2 separate regions of the Mus musculus genome follow, and region 1 is linked to region 2. A link is a contact called in public promoter capture Hi-C data. All regions are on one chromosome and are shown on one strand. Each heading gives the region's core, a stretch centred on a gene start, on an enhancer-like site or on the middle of the called end of the contact. The rest is flanking DNA. Distances are from core to core; before and after follow the strand shown.

Evidence for each region. Promoter capture Hi-C pulls out the DNA fragments that hold promoters and counts their contacts.
Region 1: a contact with region 2 is called in a promoter capture Hi-C map of liver, with 2.6 times the contacts expected there. The contact joins two enhancer-like sites. A contact is called at or near these places in 9 of 39 promoter capture datasets (the 3T3-L1 cell line, cranial neural crest, embryonic stem cells and 5 more) and 1 of 115 datasets of contacts at active chromatin or transcription factors (embryonic stem cells).

What each region holds. Positions count from the first base shown.
Region 1 is chr5:30,817,847-30,820,673 of GRCm38.p6, forward strand. It overlaps a transcript of Mapre3 not described here. Among named protein-coding and RNA genes, the nearest start is that of Gm46907, 4.5 kb to the left of the region's middle. Within about 2 kb of position 1,290, at least 22 of the 459 cell types and tissues checked have an H3K27ac peak or open chromatin away from gene starts, as enhancers often do. A contact at or near this core is called in liver, where this site is marked.
Region 2 is chr5:30,166,278-30,169,078 of GRCm38.p6, forward strand. It overlaps Hadhb (hydroxyacyl-CoA dehydrogenase trifunctional multienzyme complex subunit beta), which reads left to right. Exons shown (of 16, transcript NM_145558.2): 4 at 388-487; 5 at 2,247-2,291. Among named protein-coding and RNA genes, the nearest start is that of Mir1960, 3.1 kb to the right of the region's middle. Within about 2 kb of position 1,289, at least 3 of the 459 cell types and tissues checked have an H3K27ac peak or open chromatin away from gene starts, as enhancers often do. A contact at or near this core is called in liver, where this site is marked.

The DNA of each region.
Region 1 (2,827 bases), core at 40-2,539, 650 kb after region 2:
ATTTGTCACACTTAATAATCCAAAGGGCTGTAATAAAAATAATTTAGTAGTCTGTAATTAGCCCTGTAGACAAAGGCTGCTTTTATTGTCTGAGGTGTTGCAAGGCCAGGCAAAATGTAATGTCAAAGCGTCTAATTAAATATTTATTCTCGCCACCTTACAAATAACAATTTTCCCTTACAAGTTCCATTCCTGCTCTGGGACTCTTCTTTTGAAAACTGTGCATCTACTGACTGAAAGCAAATGCAAAGTTGGGTGTTGACATCTTCTCGGCTTATCTCCAAGGCTGCTGTGTTCTGGAAAGCAAAGCAGAGAGCTCAGACCTGGGGCTGAGTGGAAGCAAACCTGAGGGGCAGCTTCAGGGCTCCCTCCCAGCACTCAGATGGAGCCTTGCATAGGTCCTGGGAGCCACAGGGATGTCTCACCCCCTCCTTTAGAAACTAAGTTGATGGGACTGGAGAGATGGCTCAGTGGTTAAGAGCACTGATTGCTCTTCCAGAGGTCCTGAGTTCAATTCCCAGAAACCACATGATGGCTTACAACCAACTGTAATGGGATCTGATACCCTCTTCTGGTGTGTCTGAAGACAGCTACAGTGTACTCATATACATAAAATAAATGAAAAAAGATTAAAAAAAAAAAAAAGAAACTAAGTTGATCTGGCCTCTCAAAACAGATGCATCTGAGCCCAAATCCCAGTCCTCCTACTTCCTGACTGTGTGACACTGGGTAGGTTATGTAACTGCTAAGTGCTAGTTTTCTCATCTGTAGGCTAGCCTGGATGATGGCTGTCCCTTAGGGTTGTTAGAGGATGCAAGGAGAGGAGCTGCTTCATAGCAGGTAGCAATATTTATTTACATTTACTGGTGCCATAATGTCAAAATAATGTCTCAAAGTTTGTCATGAGAAGTCCATCCTGAACTAATTCAAAACTGCCCCATTCCTCGGGAGCCTTTGTGTCCAACAGAAGCAGCCATTTGTCCAGTGAAAACTTGAGAGTCACAGTGTCATTTCAACTACCAAATGAGAGAGTGTATGTATGAAATGGGCCTTTGTGACCATGCATTCAGCTGACTTGCTTGTCTGACAGAACGGCCAGGCATGAGCAGTTGACTGGAGCAGAGCCCGGGTTTGGTGTGACGTGGGGCTGCTCAGGCCTTCTGCTGGGTAGGCTCTACTAAGAATGATCAGAATCAGAAATAGGAAAGCAAGCTGCCGGGTGCCGGCCTATTAGTGAGCCTTTCGTGGCCCTTGCTCACTTCCGCTACTGTGTGAAGTGCACCTTGAACCATGACTTCACTCAGATCAGTTTCTGTACTTGTGGGAGAGAGGTCATGGGGAAAGAGCCCTTCCTTCCAGCAGGGAAGCCTCCTCCCAGAGTGAGGAGAGAGAAAGGAGGTCCTTTTGGATGGACCAGCTACAGAAAGGCTCAAGGCCTTTCTGAATTCCTAGACCAAGCCCATGTCCATACACAGGCCTCTAAAGGCTAGCTCTGTGGTGGGGAGTGGTCCCTAGGGAGCGTGTGTGTCTTCAGGCTCCATCCCCAGGACTGTAACTGAACTTGGAAAGGATCTACCTCTGGGAAGACGGATGTGGGTGTGGGGAAAGGAAAGGAGACTCAACAGGGAACTTTTAGTTCCTCTGCTTTCTTGTTTGACGTGTTTTAAGATGCACTGCTCTGGACTTAGGGGAGAGCTCGTAGACTTGACAGTGCACATGACTCCGCCATCAACACATCTTCATAGAAAACCTTTGCTAGAGTGGTCAGTGATGGAGCAGGTAGCGCTAGCTGGCTTCCTTCCTCAGACCAGGCCAGTGTCCAGAGAAGACTGGTGAGCGAGGAGGGCCCTCTCAAGTGCCTGCTTCCCAACAGCTTCTCAGTCTCTATGGAGTGCCTGCCCCAGCGTCTCCCTGCCCCTTTACTCCCCTTTGAGAATCACCCCTTCCTCTTGACAGCTGAAGGAACTAACCATTACTTCCTAATAAGGTCATTTAATTTCAACTATTGTCCAAAGCAGCATCTGCCCATGTGACCTTTACAGCAAGTATGTGAGCTGGACATGGTACCATGCGTGGAATCCCAGGACAACCTGGGCTGCATAGTGAGTCTGCTTCTCAAAAAACAGCATGTTAAGTCCTGTGCCTCTTACAAAAGAGCTTGAAGCTTCAGGGACCTAACTGAAGTATGGATACACTCTGTGACGATAGCTGCAATCTCTATCAGGCCTGGCTGCTCCTTTACTCAATACTGACAGCTTTCGGTGGAAATGACTAATAAGGGGCTGGAGAGATGGCTCAGCGGTTACGGGCACTTGTTGTTCTATGGCCTGGGTTGGGTTCCCAGCACACCCATGATGGCTCATGACCATCTGTAGGAACTCAGGCAGTGCATATACATGCAGGCAAAATAGTCAAGCACATAACTAAATCTCAAAAGAAGGAAAAACACAATGACTACCATGGTGTGATAAGAACTCACTAAGTGATGTTGAAGTTTTGATTTTGTCATCAGTTGGTCGTTGTTGTTTTTAGCCAGGTGTCGTGTTGAGTATAGAGCGAGGACACACTCACCAGCTGGGCTGTGCTTTGAGTACTTACCCAGAAGGAGCGTGAATTGCGCTGACTAGTTTACAGTCCATCACCCAATCTTTCTTTGGCTGGGAGTACAAATCTGCACGGTAGCTCCCAGGGTTGGGGAGGCATCCTGCAGCCAGGAGTGGGTTTTCCCCATGTGAAGCTGGCTGGCCAGTTCTTGCCACACACTAGATTCTAAGATCTCACTAGCACCATGCCCTACCAACTTTGCTGAGCTGCCTAGACGTTGTTT
Region 2 (2,801 bases), core at 39-2,538:
CTGGCATACCCCCTCTTAATCTGATCAGTTTGTGCCTTGGATTTAGACCTCATTGGCAGGGACTATAAACAGGGCAACTCTTTTCTGAGGAGGCTGTGAGAGCAAGCATAGAAAAATGTATCTAGACAAGTGTTCCATTCTTTGAGCTACCCCCCATCCCTGATTTTTTTGTTTGTTTGTTTTGTTGTTGTTGTTTTTCGAGACAGGGTTTCTCTGTATAGCCCTGGCTGTCCTAGAACTCACTTTGTAGATCAGGTTGTCCTCGAACTCAGAAATCTGCCTGCCTCTGCCTCCTGTGCTGGGATTAAAGGTGTGCACCACCACGCCTGGCCCTATTCCTGATTTTATATATATTTAATTAATAGTTCTTTGAACTTAATCTTAAAGCTGTCCAGACCAAGTCAAAGAAGACTTTAGCAAAACCCAATATGAAGAATATTGTGGTGGTGGAAGGGGTCCGCATTCCATTTCTGCTGTCAGGCACTTCGTAAGTATAAAATGATCATGTTAGTTGTTTGTTTCTTTTCTGGTACTGTGTGAAGTAGTCTTTGTAGGGAATAATATAATTAATGGGAGACCATATGGCGAGCACCTGTATAAAAACAGTATAGATAGAACAAGTCAAATCAGTGGTATATTATGGCAAGATGTTCTGTATGTGAGTGCACTGTAGCTGTCTTCAGACACCCCAGGAGAGGGCATCAGATCCCATTACAGATAAGGTTGTGAGCCACCATATGGTTGCTGGGAATTGAACTCCGGACCTCTGGAAGAGCAGACAGTGCTCTTAACCACTGAGCCATTCCTCCAACCCCGTGGCAAGATGTTCTATTTCTTTTATAAACTAGCTTGCCATGGCATTAGCCTGAATGAAATAGCTCTAGTTGAGAGTCCAGTGTAGGTCCAGATACCATCTTTCCAATAGGTCTTTTCTTTATTCCCTTCCCTTCCCTTTCTTTTTTCTTTTCTTTTCTCTCCTTTTCTTTTCTCTCCTTTTCTTTTCTCTTCTCTTCTTTTCTTTTCTTTTCTTTTCTTTTCTTTTCTGGAACATGGTTTCTGTAGACACAGTTTGAGTGCTGAAAATGATGCTGCTTTGGTCTTCTGAAAATCAGGCTTGTGGCTGACACAGCTGGTCCAAATGCCTGCCATAGTTCAACCCCAAGTATTTTGGACTACCCTGAAAATTCCTCAGAATCAAACAGCTGGTTTTTCAGGCTTTTCTATCCTCTAAGTAAGATTCAGTCTACACAAAAGCTGGTAATGGGCTCTTTTAAGGAAGTAATTTGTTCTGTTCTGTTTATATTGTTAGTTTTTAAATATTTGTTCTTTGGGGCTGGTGAGATGGCTCAGTGGGTAAGAGCACCCGACTGCTCTTCCGAAGGTCCAAAGTTCAAATCCCAGCAACCACATGGTGGTTCACAACCATCTGTAACAAGATCTGACACTCCCTCTTCTGGAGTGTCTGAAGACAGCTACAGTGTACTTACATATAATAAATAAATAAATCTTAAAAAAAAAAATTTGTTCTTTGTACAGGCAGTCACTAACATTAAAAACTTACTGGGGAATATTAGCCTCCAGTTTGAAAAAAAATGAGGCCTTTCTTTTCGTATTCATATGGACGATTTGAGATCTTGAAGATATATTACCTTTTAGAGGCAAGGCATAGGGACTGAAGAGATGGCTCAGCAGGACTCAGCAGCACTGGATGTTCTTCCAGAGGAGCTGGGTGCAATTCCCAACCCTGCACTCCAATTCCAGGGGATCCAACACCCTCATACAGACATCCATGCAGGCAAAACATCAATGCAGATAAAACAAAAATAAGTGAATTTTTAAAATGCAAGGCATGAAAGATGTAGTGAGACAGCTCAATGGGTAAAGGTGCTTGCTACCCAACTTGTGACATAAGTACAGTCCCTGGAAAGCTGGGACTTGTACACGTTGTCCCTTGACTTCCCCAAGTATACAAATACACACAACACTAAATGATACCAAAAAAAAAAAAAAAAGAGGGGATGTCTATTTTGTCAGACAGCAAGTTCTGTAGAGGTTTAGGGCTTGTCAGACTTTTTAAGATGACAGATAGCAAAGTCACACTATTTCTTCATATGAACTGATAGACTGACTTGGGAGTAAGATTAGCTGCATTGTCAGCATAAGTTAGACAATCTGTATGCATTTGATTTTTTTAAGTTCTATTGAAACTCTAGGCTTTTGGTTTAAATTATGTTTTCTTTCCCCAGGTATAAAGACCTAATGCCACATGACTTGGCTAGAGCTGCACTTTCGTAAGTAAATCAAGTTTCCTGTTCTTTCAACTTAAAATACTTTTTATAGTTTTTGTACTTGAAGTAGCATGTTTTGTAGAATTTTCATATCTAGGCTGTTAAACTTTACATGGAAAGAAGCAATATTAACTAGCTCTTAGCAAGGTTCTTTGATACAGGGTCTCACCATATAATTCTGATTGACCTGAAACTGACTTATAGACCTGGCTAGCCTTGAACTCAGGGATTCATCTACCTCTGCCTCCCAGTTGTCAAGATTAAAGGTGTATGTCATGATACGATTAAATTTTATTTTAACCATATATGTTAAATTTTAACAGCTTCTGAGTGGCCCCAAGCTTTTTATTTGTTTGTCTGTTTACTGAGTCCAGACCTTGATATATATCTCTGGCTGGCCTGGATTGATTTGTAAGCCAGGGTGCCCTTGGACTTCAGAGAGCTGCCTTCTTCTGCCTCTCCAGTTCTGGTATTAAAGTCATGCATTACCATGTCTGACTTCCTAAATTATCC